Regions from separate parts of the Sus scrofa genome. Here region 2 is linked to region 1. Evidence: chromatin contacts called from public promoter capture Hi-C data. All regions are on one chromosome and are shown on one strand. Each heading gives the region's core, a stretch centred on a gene start, on an enhancer-like site or on the middle of the called end of the contact. The rest is flanking DNA. Distances are from core to core; before and after follow the strand shown.

The links. Promoter capture Hi-C pulls out the DNA fragments that hold promoters and counts their contacts.
Region 2: a promoter capture Hi-C map of liver shows a contact between it and region 1, with 6 times the contacts expected there. The contact joins the promoter of AATF here to the promoter of MRM1 in region 1. A contact is called at or near these places in 2 of 5 promoter capture datasets (fetal liver and liver), 6 of 47 Hi-C or Micro-C datasets (embryonic fibroblasts, epiblast stem cells, fibroblasts and 2 more) and 2 of 2 datasets of contacts at active chromatin or transcription factors (alveolar macrophages and skeletal muscle).

The regions. Positions count from the first base shown.
Region 1 is chr12:38,121,605-38,129,574 of Sscrofa11.1, reverse strand. It overlaps MRM1 (mitochondrial rRNA methyltransferase 1), which reads right to left and starts at 5,174. Exons shown (of 5, transcript NM_001244822.1): 1 at 4,420-5,174; 2 at 4,129-4,222; 3 at 1,552-1,684; 4 at 1,344-1,463; 5 at 1-573. The coding sequence starts at 4,982. The coding sequence ends at 398. DHRS11 (dehydrogenase/reductase 11) reads right to left here. Exons shown (of 7, transcript NM_001244532.1): 4 at 7,953-7,970; 5 at 7,226-7,318; 6 at 6,977-7,042; 7 at 6,215-6,852. The coding sequence ends at 6,811.
Region 2 is chr12:38,457,591-38,465,560 of Sscrofa11.1, reverse strand. It overlaps AATF (protein AATF), which reads right to left and starts at 3,752. Exons shown (of 12, transcript XM_003131707.4): 1 at 3,508-3,752; 2 at 1,898-2,089. The coding sequence starts at 3,598.

The sequences.
Region 1 (7,970 bases), core at 3,925-6,424:
ACGCCAGATCCTTAACCCTCTGAGCAAGGCCAGGGATTGAACCGGCGTCCTCATGGATACCAGTCAGGTTTGTTACTGCTGAGCCACGATGGGAACACCTCGATTTCCTTCTGATGTCTACACTCCCCTGGGCAGGGCCTGGGAAGAAAGAGACCCTCCGTCCCAGCACAGGCTAGAAGTTAACCAACCGCCGTCTCCAACTGCACGTCCAAAGCCAAACCGAGAAAACGGAACTTCCTCTGGTCTCTACCGCAAAGCTCCTGGCCCTGCCCCAAGACAGCCGTTTATAAACAGGGGCCTGGATGCACACTCGAGCAAGAAGGCAAGAGACGCTGGCACATCGGAGCGTGCGGATGTGTGCGCCCGCCCCAGCACGCACACACCTGGGACATCCAGGTCAGTCCCCGTCCTGCCTCTGCTTTGCGGATCCCGAGCACAGTCCTGGGTGCTGAGTCAGGCTGGGCCCTTCAGACAAGGGCCAGGGTTCTTGGGGGTCTTGGAGGAGGTGCTGCTCTCTCTTCTGCTCCACAGGGAAACCCTTCCTCTGGCTGCAAATGGAGTGAAGGAGGATTCCTGCACGGACAGACAGAAGGACAAAGATGGAGAAGAGGAAGGACTAGGTTCCAGGCACTCCCTCCTTTCATCCTGAGCAGGATGTAGGTACTGCTCTCATTTGGCACAGAAAGCAACTAAGGACTGAGAAACACGAGAGTTCCCGCTGTGGTGCAGTGGAAATGAACCTGACTAGTATCCATGAGGATGGGGGTTGGATCCCTGGCCTTGCTCAGTGCGTAAAGGATCCGGCATTGCCAAGAGCTAGTGTAGTTGTAGAGTGTAGGTTGCAGATATGGCTCGGATCCCATGTTGCTGTGGCTGTGGTGTAGGCTGGCAGCTACAGCTCTGATTCAATCCCTAGCCTGAGAACCTCTATATGCCTTGGGTGCAGCCCTAAAAAAGCAAAAACAAAACAAAACCCTGAGAAATACATTCAGGATGAAGCTGCTGTCCAGCTGTCTGTGTGCAATCAGAAAGAGAAGCAAGGGGGAGTTTCCGTTGTGGCTCAGTGGTTAACAAATCCGACTGAGAACCATGGGGTTGTGGGTTCGATCCCTGGCCCTGCTCAGTGGGTTGGGGATCCAGTGTTGCCATGAGCTGTGGTGTGGGTCGCAGACGTGGCTTGGATCCCGTGTTGCTGTGGATGTGATGTAGGCTGGCAGATGCAGCTCCGCTTGGACCCCTAGCCTGGGAACCTCCATGTGCTGTGGGAGCAGCCCTTGGAAAAGGCAAAAAGACCAAAAAAAAAAAAAGGAAAAAAAAGAGAAGCAAGGGGAATGGAGACTCACCTGCGGCCACAGAAACATTTAAGGACTCGAGTCCAGGAGGCAGCTGCCGGCCGGGCAGGATGGTAAGGAGAAGCTGGCAGGAGGCCTGCACCTCCCGGGACAGACCAGAGCCCTCATTCCCTGCAGAGAAGGGGGACAGAAGGTTAGGGAGGCCCAGCTAGACACACAGGTGCATGTCCCGGCACGAAAGGTGGGGACCTCTACCTACCCAGCACTAGGAGAGTGGGCTGGTCCCAGAGGAAGTCCAAGCAGCTAGTGATGGGCACCTCGGAGGATGGGGAAATCTCAGGCCCAGGGCATCCCACTGTGCCAGCCACGAGCCAGCCCTGCCGGGCTTTGGCCTGAAAGGGGAAAGAAGAAATCATATTCTAGCTCACCACTCACCAAGCCTTCGGCAGAGCCTGGCAAGGAGAAGCCCAGCCTCGCCCGTACATTCATTCCCTCCCTGAGCCACTGGATTCAGTCAATAGTTAGGAAGCACCTGGAATGGGCAGGCTGTGTCCCAGGTGCTGGGGAGAAGGCGATGAGCAAAACAGGCCTGGAATTCCAGTTGCGGCTCAGCAGGTTAAGAACCTGACTAGTATGCACGAGGACGCAGGTTTGATCCCTGGCCTCGCTCAGTGGGTTAAGGATCCAGAGTTGCTGTGAGCTGCAGCATAGGTCACAGATGTGGTTGGGATCTGGCTTTGCTATGGATGTGGTGTAGGCCGGCAGCTGCAGCTCTGATTTGACCCCTAGCCTCATGCCGTGGGTGTAGCCCTAAGAATACACACACACACACACACACACAAAAAGGCCCGAATCCCAGCCTTGTGCAAGGGTGGCCAGGGAAGGTCTCGCTGAAGTGACATTTGAGTGTAGACCCGCAGGAGATGAGGGGCACTACACAGGCATCTGGGGGAGGAATATTCCAGGCAGAGATCAGCTATTGCAAAGGCCCAGGGGCAGGTGCTTCCCTGGCACGCGTGAGGAACAGCAGAACAGCAAGGTGGCCAGTGGAAAGGGATCCACTGAGACAGGAGAGGAAACGAAGGGCCACATGAGGAAGGACCTCAAAGGCCACTGGAAGGCCTTTGGCTTTGACTCCAAGAGATGCAAAGGCTTTGAATGGTTTTGAGCAGAAAAGTAACATGGTCAGACTGACAACTCAACAGAATCACTCTGCCTATGTTGAGAGCCACTAGCAGAAGCAAGCAGACCGGTTAGGTTTCTGCAGTGATCCAGGCAGGGGAGGATGGTGGCTTGGACCAGAGTGGTAACAGCGGAGATGCTGAGAAATGGTCAGAAGGCAGAAAAGAAATAATATCGGAGTTCCCGTTGTGGCACAGTGGGTAACGAATCTGACTAGGAACCATGAGGTTGTGGGTTCGATCCCTGCCCTTGCTCAGTGGGTTAACGATCCGGCGTTGCTATGAGCTGTGGTGTAGGTTGCAGACGTGGCTCGGATCCTGCGTTGCTGTGGCTCTGGCATAGGCCGGTGGCTACAGCTCTGATTAGACCCCTAATCTGGGAACCTCCATATGGAGTGGGAGCGGCCCAAGAAATGGCAAAAAGACAAAAATAAATAAATAAATAAAATAAAACAATTTAAAAAAAAAAGAAATAACATGAAGATAAAAAGGAAAAGATTTGCTGGCAGATGGAACATGGGGTGACAGCAGGAAGAATCAAGAAGGATGCCAAGGAGTTCCCGTCATGGCTTGGTGGTTATCGAACCTAACTAGAATCCAGAAGGACGCAGGTTCGATCCCTGGCCTCGCTCAGTGGGTTAAGGATCCGGCGTTGCCGTGAGCTGTTATGTAGGTCACAGACGTAGCATCAATTCCCCCCCTAGCCTGGGAACCTCCATATGCCACGGGTGCAGCCCTAAAAAAGACCAAAAAAAAAAAAAAAAAAAAAAAAAGGATGCCAAGGTTTTGGCCTAAAAAACTGAAGGGATGGACTGGCCATCAACTGAGCTGGGTAAGTCAACACAAGGAAATGGAATGACATTTGGAAATCTCGTTTGAAATGCCCATTAAACAGCAAAACAAAACAAAAAAACCCAGCTGTTGAATAGGTCACTAGATATGTGAATCTGCGGCTCAGGAGCAAGATCTTGGAGGACATACATTTAGGAGGCATTTAAAGCCATCGTACTGGATGCGACCAACAAGAAATTGAATATACACAGAATATCCAAAGACTAAGACTTGGAGTCCTGCAGGAGGGTCAGGGATGCTGCCAAATTCAAGGCAATACTGCCCCCTTGTGTCCATCAAGGAAAGCACAGCTAAAGAGAAATACGGATGAACCAAGAAAGGGGTTTTACTTACTTTTCCTTTCTATATATCAAAGAGGGTTTTCTGTTAGTGGTGGAGGTGCTTTGGGGGGTTTGCTTTGCTTCTTTGTTTGCAGGAGGGACAAGGGAAAACGCATCAACGAGTCTTTGTTCAAAGAGCTTTTCAAGCTGAGCCTCTACTGGAGGAACCAAGAGCCACCAACTCCTCACAGCTGAGCATTTACTGAAGACCTACTTCCCAGGCAGTAAGGCACTGAGTAAACTCGCTGGAGGAGCGAAGACATTTATTTCGGAAAGGTGTGCAGTCAAAGTCCCTAACATCAGATTCTGCTCCATGTGTGGTTTAAAATACTCTGGATCCGTCGCTTCCCAAAGGGGTTTAAAAGGATGGAGGAAGCGTGTGTACCAAAACGCCCCGTTCCCTTCCTCCTGGGGGCCCTTGGAGAGGATGAGCTTGGCTCATTTGTTCTCCTTTACTGACACCCCGCTTTCCCCCGTCGTTACCTGTAAAAAACCGGCCAGGTCATCAGTCGAGAACACGTCCATCACCTCCATAGCTCCCGCGCTGGCCTTGCTGACTACTGGAGTGAGCGGGCAGCTGCAAGGGTTCCCCAAGTCCCCTATGAGGCTGAGTAATCTCAAACCCAGCGCCGTGCCCTCCCCCAGACCCCAAGAGTTAGGAGAGAGAATTTTGGCCATGGGGAGGCCTGCCTGAAGGACCACCCAAAGGGTCAAGGTGCTTAGGAACTCAGCTGAGCCTCCAAATTGGGGCACGCAGGGAAGGGTTGTCCATGCCTGTTTTTCCGGCTGGTGATGACTTTCTCCACTCCGAGGAAATGAGCGGAGCGCAGCACGGCCCCAAGATTCCGGGGATCCTGTAGCCCCTCAAGGACCAGCCACAGCTGCTGGGGGTCGTCTCCCGGCCGAGACTCCCCGGCCTCAGCCCAAGGCTGGGGCCGCAGGGGGCTCACTTCCATGCAGACGCCCTGGTGGACCTGGTAGCGGCACAGGACGTCCAGCTTCCGCCGCCTGGGCCGCAGAACCGGGATGTCCCGCGCCTCCGCCACACGCAGCAGCTCGGCCCGCTCCCCTTGCAGCCCGGACCTGCCGGCCTGGAGCAGGAGCCGGGCCACGCGGCGGCGGGCGGCTCGCAGAGCCAGGAGACATGGGGACAAGCCAAACAAAAGCTCCAGTCCCCCGGCCGACCGCGGGGGGAGCGCCAGGTCGTCCAGGAGCAGGCGGCTTAGCTCCTCCCCGCCGGGCCTGTCCCCACGCCGCGCCGCTTGGGAGAAAGGACGCGTGAGGAGACGACCGCAGCAACGCCAGGTCGCGCCCCTGGCGGCCGAGAGCAGTTCCATGGTCGACTCCGCGAGTGAGTCCTCGGGAGCGGTCACCTCCGCCGGGGCCCGCTCCCAGGCCCCTAATGAGTGAAGGGGACCGGAAAGCTTCCCCCGGCAAACCCCCTCAGACACAGGAACAGCTCGCACTCCCAGCCCCTACACTGAGGAATACTCGGCCACCAACCTTCCCCTCCCAGTCCCCTTGTGAGCTGCTCCGCTTCCGCGTTCGGGCGGTCCCACCCACTTCCGGAGCTGCCCTGCGCATGCCCATCATCCACGTCGTCCCCACAGCGCCCCCTGCCGGGCCGGCTGAGCGACGACCTCCGCGGCCCCATCGGTGGCCCGGACAGGGGCTTGCAGCTGAGCTGACCCGACTGTGGACCACACAGTCCCGACTTGGGACCACATTCTGCAAGATCCCAAGAGGCTGGAGGGCCTCACTCACCCCGAGAGCAGCAAAGGCACTTTAAGGGCAGGTGTTGGCTTTCCTGTTCAACCTCGTTAGTCGTGGTGACTCCCTCCCCACACCCTGTCCACCACTGGGTCCTGGTGATTTTCCTTAGAAGCTTCTCCTGCATCCAGCCCCTCCTCTAATCCTCCACTGCCTATCAAACCCTCAGCACTAGTCAGCAGGACTCTCACCAATAACTTCCTGTCCCATGGTGCTGATTCTCTAAGTGACAGCTCTGGGCCTGTCCCACACCTGCTGATAAGCCAAGGGATGCCCTTGGGCCACTTCTGGCTCGGCACTCAGACCTCCAGGAATCCAGGCAGGAGCTACCTTTCAGTCTCACCTGACTCCTGCACTATGTTCTTTGCTGTTCCCACCACGCTGCATGCTTTTCCTGGCCCTCCAGCCTAGCATACTCTGTTGTTTTCTTTTCTGGCTAGCGAACTCCTACCTATTTTCTTTCTTGCTTTCTTTTTTTTTTTAGGGCTGCACCCAGGGCATATGAAAGTTCCCAGGCTAGAGGCTGAATCAGAGCTGTAGCTGCTGGCCCAGGCCACAGCCATGCCAGATCCGATTCGCGTCTGTGGCCTGCACCGCAGCTCACGGCAACGCCAGATCCTTAACCCACTGAGGAAGGCACTCCTACCCATTTTCAACACTCAGTCCAAAGGTAACCCACACTCCAGGGGTGATGCCCCCAACCCACCCACCTTCCCACTGTCCTAGAAGAAACTCTGAGACACAAGCATTCCTGATCACAGGAAGGGGGAAGAACTGAGAGATACTTCTGAAGCCAAGGTAGCTTGTTGCGATTTTTCTTTTTTAATGATCACAGTGAAACCCACTCAGGAGGCAGGCCCTGGTATTCCGCTGCCAAAGTCCGAGTGGAGAGAGGACCCCACCAGGGACTGAGAAGCCAAAATTGGGCTGGAGAACTGGGGGGTGGGGGGTGGGGAGAGAAGCAGTGGTGGGGGCAGTGGGACAGGGAGAGGAGGAACCCGGGAGCCCCGATTACCATTCGGATGGAAGGCGAGGGCTTCCCTCTGCCAGCTCATCCCCGAGGGCCAGGGGATGGGGTCAAGGCGACAGAGAAAAGCCCCACTTGGGGATCCATCCCTTGCTTCAATCCAAGGGGAGAAACCAGAGACAGCAAAGACCAAGGAGCCCAAGAAGGGGACCAAGAATAAGTCAGCAGGTCAAACAATCAGGGACACCACCTCCCTTCCCCAGCCCATTTGACAAGATTATATAAAAACCTCAAGCAAGTTTTCTAGCCCCTGGTGGGGGTGGGGAAAGGACATAGAATCCAAGAGTCCCGAAATCAACACCTAAAACCCAGAGGCGAGTGCCGAGCCGTGAGGGGCGGTGAGGGCAGGAAGAGCTCCTCTCGGGAGACTAGGTCACCTGCTCCGTGGGCCTCATCTGGATGTCCCCGATCTGCGGAAGACACGAGGCTTGAGGAAGCCAGGATGCTCCCCCCACCCCCGAAGGCCTCCCTGCTCTCCTCGTCTGGGGATGGCTGGGCTCCTCCAGGCGGGTGGACAGCCAAGGTCAGACTCACCTGGACGTGTGGTGGGGTGCTGAGGACATAGATGACAGCCTCGGCCACATCCTCAGCTTTGAGACACTGGGAGCACCGGGGGAAAGGGGTGAGAGGCGGACAGAATGGATCCAGGTTCCCTCCCGCCGCTGAGCTCCGCTCCAGCATCCCCACTCCCATCCCCACCTTCCAGGAGGGGCGCTGGACTGGCTAAAGGCCACGCCTCCCCCTGCCCTCGCTTAGGGAACGAGTGGCTTCACTGGGCCCCACCTTCATTTGTTCATAGGCGGCAGCTGCCTTCTCAGGGTTCTTGTCATGGAGTTTGAAGGCGAACTGTGTCTCCACGACTCCTGGAGAGATGCACTGGGCCAACAGAGAGAGCCTGCTCAGGACCGGAACCTCCAACAGAGGCCGGGTCTTGGGGAGGTTGCAGGAGAGGGGTGGAGGCTACAGGGTCCCAGCGTCACAGTGATGGCTGCCTGATGTCCAGCAGCCACCTCCTCCCTCCAAGGCTGCCCCTGGGGAGGATCAGAAGGATTCCTACCATCTACGGAGCCAACGCCATGAGCCAGGTAACTGTTCTACAAAGTGGTGTCCCTTAAAACCTCATGACCTCATAGGTGTTAACATCCCCATTTTACAGATGAGGAGACTGAAGCTTGGGGAGGCTGAGCAAGTCACCCAAGGTCATGCAGCCTTCAAGGGAAGAGCCCAGGGTCCCGCTTTCCAGCCGCGGTTTCCCACCATCCCCTGCTTTTTCCCACGCTCCGTCTCACCCCGCCCTGTTCCTTTCAGGTTGGCCCCCTCCCTCACACGTGAGGGTCAGAGAAATGCAGGAACTCAGGTACTGAGCAGGGCCACGAAGTAGCAGCAGAGCCCAGGAGATCGGTGCCCAGTGCACCCCCAGCTCTAGGCAGCACACCAGGGCCATGGGCTCCCCGGGCAGTGAGGAGGGCCTGAGCCTCCTTGTTCCCAGCGGGCCCAGGCCAAGCCTCACCGTGGCTCGGATGTGGGT
Region 2 (7,970 bases), core at 2,503-5,002, 340 kb before region 1:
CCTGTCCTCTACGGGAAGGAGTTTGAACCTGATCCTTCGGTAAATGGAATCTTAGTTATGGCTCCCGATTTTACTTCTACTTAGGGTATCCTGATACTGACAGGTCTCTATGGATCACCCAAACGCTTCCACAGCAGAACATAGAGATCCCATGTACAGGAAGCATAATCATGAGGTACAGGGACCTGTCACCAGCAACTTTCTTCAGAAAAATCAAGATTTTATGACAACATGACAGGTTTTAATTTCTTTAAGTAACACTATATAAACTTAAGACAGAGAAAGCTGTCACAAATATACGGAAACTAAATGCAAAAGAGTGAAGAGAAACAATGCTTTCTTTATATGCATGCCATTTCTCAGATAAAGGAATATTCTCATAGAGTAGTAGTTAAAAGTATAGATCTTAGGAGTTCCCGCTGTGGCTCACTGGGTTAAGACTCCAACTGCAGCTGCTTGAGTTGGGTGCAGTGGGTTAAAGGATCCAGCGTTACCACAGCTGTGGGGTGGATCACAGCTGCAGCTTGGATTCAGTCCTTGGCCTGGTAACTTCCATATGCTGGTGTGGCCATTAAAATAAAAAAAAAAAGTACAGCTCTTAGAATCAGACTGCCTGGGAGTTCCTGTCATGGCTCAGCAGTTAACGAACCCGACTAGTATCCATGAGGACGTGGGTTTGATCCCTGGCTTCACTCAGTGGGTTAAGGATCTGGCATTGCCGTGATCTGTGGTGTAGGTCACAGATGAGGCTCGGATGCCGAGTTGCTGTGGTTGTGGTGTAAGCCAGCAGCTACAGTGCCAATTGGCCCCCTAGTCTGGGAACCTCCATATGCTGCAGGTACAGCCCTAAAAAAGACAAAAAGACCAAAAAAAAAAAAAAAAAAAAAAATCAGACTGCCTTACTTGAGGGCCGGCCTGCACTTACTAGCTATCTGACCTTGAGCAAGCTATTTCACATCCCCTCAATTTCCTTATTTGGAGACAAACAGTACCAACCTCACAGGGCTATGAGGAGGATTAAATGAGATGTTACCTATAATGATAATGGTGATAATATTTTCTGACAAGTTACCACGCCCCAGGCTCTTAGAACTTCAAGAGTTGCCACAGTGCCTGATACATGGTGAGCTCAATAAATAGTATATTGGTCTCAGGATTGGTCTGTTTATCAGTCTCTAAGCAAAGAATATGAAATAAGCTTATCATGTGGGAGCCCCCAGAACTGTATCAAGGACTAAATCATGGATATCCTAACATGAATGACTGTTTCTTTTATATTATCTGTGGATTCTCAACATGGTACCTCTGACCTCTCTAAAGGAAAACAAATGGCATCCACTCAATAACCACCAAAGCCGGCCCTTTCCTCCACTCTAAGAAACTCACAATCCTTAAAACTATAAGCTCACATCCTCCTAACTCTTGCAGAGAACAGGAAAGCGCTATGAAATTTTTACAACGGCAAAAAATGAGTGTCACAAATTACAGTGACTGAGCAAAAAGTGAAAAATCAAAGGAAAAGGGTCAAAATTCATGAGCAGCATGTTCATCAGAAACAATGCAATTCAGGAGTTCCCTGTGGTGCAGTGGGTTAAGGATCTGATGGTGTCGCTGCAGCAGTTCAGGTTACTGCAGTGACGCAGGTTTGATCCCTGGGCCAGGAACTTCCATGTGCCTCGGGCATGGCAAAAAACAAACAAACAAAAAAAAGTATACCAATTTAAGAGCTCCAGATTTTAGATTCCTTATGAAGTGAAATTAAGTACTTAGAAGGGCTCTTTCTAATGCCAAACCAATGGTTTCTCCTAAGATAATAGGTAGGACATCCAGTTTTGCAGAGATCATTAAAAAAAATTTTAACCTAATAAATTAGGAAAGAAAGCAAATGTCTACTCACCAGATGAACCTGGCAGAGTCTGCTCCCAATGGTCTTCCTTCCAAGCTTTTCTAGAGGTGGTCTTGCCAGAATACCTCTTGTCTGTATCCAAGAAGGAGGCTGATGCCAGCTTTCTAATGGTACCCACCACGGGGAAATCGCCTTCCCCATCGTCCCCTTCATCAAACCTGTCAATCACTCTGGCAGCAGTGGCTGTGGGGAAGGGGAGGAAAGTAATCAGAATCTTCAGATTAGAAGGAACTTTAACGGTAACACTGGGTAACACTGCCGAGGCTTTGAATTCATACTTGAATGTCCTCTACAAAATCCCCACCATGGGAGTTCTCGTGTCTCCGTAGGTTACAAACCCAACTGAAGCCCATGAGGATGCTGGTTCAATCCCTGGCCTCGCTCCGTGGTTTAAGGATCCAGCATTGCCACAAGCTGCAGTGTAGGCCGGCAGCTAAAACTACGATTTGACCCCTAGCTTGGGAACTTCCATATGCCACAGGTGTGGCCCTAAAAAGAGAAGAAAAAAAAAAGTCCCCACCATGAGTTTCCATTGTGGTTCAGCAGGTTAAGGACCTTACCAAAAGCTGGGGGGTGGGGTAGGCAAAGATCGCAGATTCAGCCCCAGCCGAATGTTGCCGTGGCTGTGGCGTGTTTGCCTGCAACTCACATTTGACCTCTAGCCCAGGAACTTCTATATGCCACAGGTGTGGCCACTTTAAAAAAAGCCGCCAAGTTCCAAGAACAGCAAAGTCATTACCTCCCAAGGCAGACCACTTACTCTCCTGCTGCTGTTCCAGAACAAAAAGCTGACTCTCTGCATCTACTAGAAGGATTATTTCCATGTTTTGGATCATAGAAAACTGGTCTAATTCCTCTTTCATCTGTGACTGTCGCTCAAATATTTTAAGTCGGCCATCATCATGTTCTATCTTCACTTCAGCCCATCCCTCAGGGAGTTTGCTTATCCTAGCTAAACAGCCCCAGTTCCTTCAACTGCTTACTTCTAAGACACGGTCCAGCACTCACATTTATCCCTCCTTATTCCCCCTTCCTCACACTTCTCTGACTCAAGCCTAAAGCAGGATTAGACCTTGAACCTCATCTTACAGAACAGCAGCCTTATTCGTCAGCAGCTAAGCAAGTGTGTTGAGGACTAAAAAGGCTTAAATGGCACCACAGAAGCCTACTTCTTCCTTCATCCTCCAAGTAAGTTCTCAGGGGCAGGCAGAGTTGGAAAAAAAAGGGGGGGGGGGAATGAGACTTCCTTCTCCTCATTTCTAATGCAGTGCCATTAAAGACATCCTTAAAGATAACTTCCAACCTGCTACCAGACTCTGGCTCCCTGCTACAGCCCTGCACCAACAGTGAACCGAAGCCTGAGTCCTCCGGATGCTCCGCCCACAGGAGCACCAAGTCTAGAGTGAGCGTCAGGATCCCGAAACCCTCCTCCCCAGACCCGGGGGACACTCTCTGGGAGGCAGTTTTCCTCTGCGCAAGAGGAAACAGAGAAGGCTTGGCGGCGGGGGCCCAGCAGCTGGCCCTTCACACGCCGCCCAGGTCCGCACCCGGCACGGCCCACACACAGCTCCGCACGTGGTCTTGCCCCGGTCAGGCCTCACCCTCCTCCGGGTCCGCTTCAGGATCCGCTTCGCGCGGTCGCGGGTTCAACAACTGTTCCAGCTGTAGCGCCAGAGGCTGCGGCCCCGCCATGGTCACCAGGTCTCGCCCGCGCCGCGCTCGTGAATGTCGCCCTCTCCCTGCCGGGTCCTCCTGCCGGAGACTGCTCCCCAGCACAGCCAGGGACGCTCGGAGCCGGGCGCCCAGCTCCGGATCGGCAACTTCCGGGAGACTCGCGGGAGGGGGCGGGACTTTGTGCGTCACTACGGGCGTTGCTAGGATGAAAGCGGAAACGCCCGGAAGGCTGACGCGCGTGCGCGTGCGCCGAGGGGGCGTGTTGGGCAGCGCGGGAGCGAGCGGGAGCGAGCGAGAGCACGTGGCCGCCGCTGGCGCTGAGCCGAGACTGCGATGCGCGGTGTTTTTTTTGAGTAAAGTACGCTTGAAGATTTGTCTGAGATTGGCTAAAAAGTAAAGAATAGTGTAGCCGCGACCCTTGGTGGCTGATTTAGGGAGGAGGAGTAAAGAGTGAGCGCCTCGAGCTTCACGCGTGCTTTAGGGCACGCACAGACTAGAATCAAAAGCAGGTTTGGCATTTCATAATTTGGAGGAGTTTGGGGTCGGGCACACGCCCCTGACCCCGCGGTGGCCATGACTTGGAAATCCTGCCTCAGGGATGGGCTTGCGTAGCTGTGCAGTGGACTGCTGCATCCTTATTAATAAGAATAATAGAAGTCACTATGGCTGTGAATAAATAAAGGTCGATTCTGTAGCTTCTCCAGAGGAGCCTTGTCTGGGTAGGGAAATGGGGGTGGAGTGGAGATTACTCGTGCACACCAAAAGGTATTAATATCCTTGCTGTTCTTCAAAGATGAGGGCACACTCAGATGCTTGAAACTGGCGCACAAAAGCGGAAAAACTCAGATCTACAGTTCAAGGGGCACAGGTAGAGTCAAATATAAAGACCAAAGAAGAAACGGTAGCCAAGCACATGGAAAGATAAAATCCCTTCACATCCTCTTTCCCTCTTCAAACATTCCTTGACTGCCCACTATGTGGCAGGCGCTGTTAGATGAGATAGAGATGAGTAAGTGATTCTCTCCTGGTGGTGATCAGCCTAGGGGGCCAAACAAGTAAACAGAAACTGCAAAAAGGATTGATGAGGGTAAGTATAAAGTGGTCTGTCTTTCCAGGATCTGTTTGAGGTCACCTGTAAGGACCTAGAAGCCCCTAAACAGAAACTCCCTCAAAAGGATCCAGGAGACAGGGTTAGGGATACCCTATGCCCTGCTTGGGAAAAGCTCAGGCTAATTGGATCCCACAGCTGAACCGCCTGGGAAACCTTCCGTTCTCCAGTGTCTCCTGTGGAACCCAAGGGAACTGAAGGTCCCTGACTTCCCCAGTCTTCATAGGTCCCCATTGTTGAGAGCAAGAAGAGACCACTTGTCCTATGTCCCCTGTCTAGGAGGCTGCAGGGGGGAAGGAAGGCTCTCAGGGTAGACACCCTCAGACATGGAAGGGAAAGAATTCCAGGCTCGGATGGGGGGGTACCCTAGGCAGGGGACTGGGGTGAAGGAAAGTGTTTTGTTTTGGTTTGGATTTTTACCATCTGCAATAGAATTCAGTCCAGAAAAGAGCTCTTAAACAAATAAAATGGAACAAACAAACATATCCCTTGTAATTGCAGCCTGGTGCCCACGTCTGGGGCCTCCAGAGCAAAAGCATGACCATGCTGGGACAGCCATCACCCTTGGCTTCAAAGGACCAAAATGTTTTCCTCACCCCAGATTTAGGAAACTACTTCCCCCAGCCCTCTTCCCTCCCTATTTTGGACGCTAATACAGGAACCTGGCCTTGGGGTAAAGAAAAGGGAGAAAAGAAGGAGGGAGGTGAGGCAGGGCAGAAACAGCCTCTAAGCTGTCATGCAAACAGGGCACTGCTGGATGATTCTGGGCAGAAAATGCCTGCTTCCCTACCCTCCAGTCTCTGTCCTGGTGCCCACTGATTTGGGAAGCCTTTTGAGGACAAAAATCACACACATCCCAGGGCCCCTCAAAATGCTTCCCCTGCTTGCTCACCCATACTGAGGGTAGAGAGGGGATTCAGTGATCAGAGGAAAGGAGGGGTTCTAGGACTTTAGATGCAGCTGAGAAAAGCTGAGGCACAGGCAGAAGGGTAATCTTCTAAATCCCCTCTCTGGGGAGCCCTCCCTACTTGATTATAAGTTTTTGGAGAAGGGAGGAGGGGTTTCCTGATGGGATGGGCTATTTCTAAGACTCTACCTCCTAGAAGAAATGTAAACCTGGACCGCCCTAGTGATGTGAGCAGATGAGATGAGGAGGAGGAAGGGAATAAATGGGAGATGTTCCTAAAACAACGTCAGAAGGTCAGAGGGTCTCCCAATTCACAGTCCCTCCGCCTGCTGCCTGAGGGCTGCATAACAGCGGACAGATGTCAGAATAGCAGAGGATGGGGCAGGGGTGACATTACCACCTCTCCCCACATTGTCTGTTCACATGACCGGGACTTTGAAGAGTTTAGAGAAGTCAGGTTCTTACCTTTCTCTCTTCTCCCTTCAGAGATACTATGAACCCCCTCGTCCCAGACTCCTGCCAATCCCTATCCTGGCTCTCCAAGCATCAGCCTCCACCACCTGGTCTCGCCCTAAAGCAGTTCCCACTTTCCTCCAACCTGGAAAAGAGAGGTGGGTAAGTTTGGCCTTGTCCAGGGCAGATAGCAGCTCCCAGCTGCTGGAACCCTGGGGACAGGTGGCTAGAGGCACAGAGGTGACGGCTTTAAGATGGCCGCAGGGAGAAACCAAGCTGCCAAGCCCAGGACCGCAGAGGAGACTGCACTCTGGGGTGGAGGGGAGCTGCCGGACTGGGCTTTCCCCTCCAGCCCCTACGCCTCTCCTGGGAGCTCCCAGTGCGCTGTGGGGATAGGGCAGTGCTCCTGTGCACCTCAGGGCCAGAGGTGGACGGCACAGCTCTGACATTTCTAGACCTCCTCCTCTCTGGAAGCTCCAAATTTGACTGCTAAACTTTGCCACCTGACCAGGATTCGTCGGTGTTCTGGATCCAAGGGGGAAAGGCTGAGCGGTTGCCACAAAGTCAGAAGAACTGAGTCCACCCGAGCACCCAACTCTAAAATGCTTCCTATCAAGAACCGGATCCCACAATAAAGGTGCTAAATAATTCAACGAGCTTGATAGGAAAATGCAGCTTCCCAATGAGCCTACGTTCAGTTAAATGAATGTCTCTTAAAGGAGCCTGGCTATAATGAATAAGTTGGCTATGATTTAATGTATATAAATGCTAAAAGGGCAAAAACAAGCTGATCTGGGGATTGCATACAACGCACATAAAGAAATGTGCTGCATGCCGAGGCTAGGAGTTTCAAAATTCGCCCTTGTTATTTCATAAATTTGGATTTCTGAAAGAATATCATAAAATTCCTCTGATTGTCCTCCCATTGGATAAGCTGTCATGTGGATCGGTGAAATATTGCTTATTTTAAAGCCTTCTAAGCAAGAAAGATACACTTGTTTGTCTTGTAACAAAATAAGAAAACAGCACTGGAAATTGCATACCACTTAATGTAAAACCTTTGATTTAAAAAAAAAATAGGGAAATAAAGAATCCAGAGCTGAAATCTAGGTGATACGGAAAAGAAATCCTGGAATTCTAATGGTGTCTGATATTAAAGCACATACATGTATTTCATAGCAGAGAAGATATTTAAATTCCTTCCATGTTTAATGAAGGCTTGGAAGGGATTGAACTACTTTTCAGAACCTATTGGCAACTCTCAGTTGAAATGTGATTTCTACATTAGTTCTTTCTGCTCATCTTTCAGAGAAAGTAAAGTGTATCTTGTGCCAGGCAAAATAGTTTTCCTTCTGGGAAACTTCAAATGAAACAAATACTATAAAACAACTATTTCATATCATTTCTGTGAAAGGGATTAAAGTATTTCATTTCTAGCTGTGCTGTACATTCATTTTATGTTATCTTTCAAACCACCAAATTAGAAAGCAGGATTATCTATGGGAAATGAATCGAAACCGGAAAGGACCACCTCTAACTACCTATTTATAGGTAACTGACATTCATTCAGTTTTGCATGTTTGGAGGGGGAGAGGGAGAAATTGCATGGGGTCTCATGCCTAATCGCCAACTGGGACCACTCCTTTTTAGCCATGGATTTGATTTCTATTTCAAATTCTGTATTAACTGATCAGCAAACACCTCTTCAACTGTATCAGTTAAATCCATAAAATGCAAATCTGTAGTTCATAACAGCGAGAAGGCATGGAGAAAATCTTGGCTGGCTTTTGCAAAGGGGTTTGACCACAGCCAAGATAAAAACAAAACCCCCAGTCCTGCCTCCTGGCTTCTGAAGGGTCAGCAGACTCCCTATCACACCTCTCTATTCCAGCTGTTAAAACATCAAATAACACACCAATTAT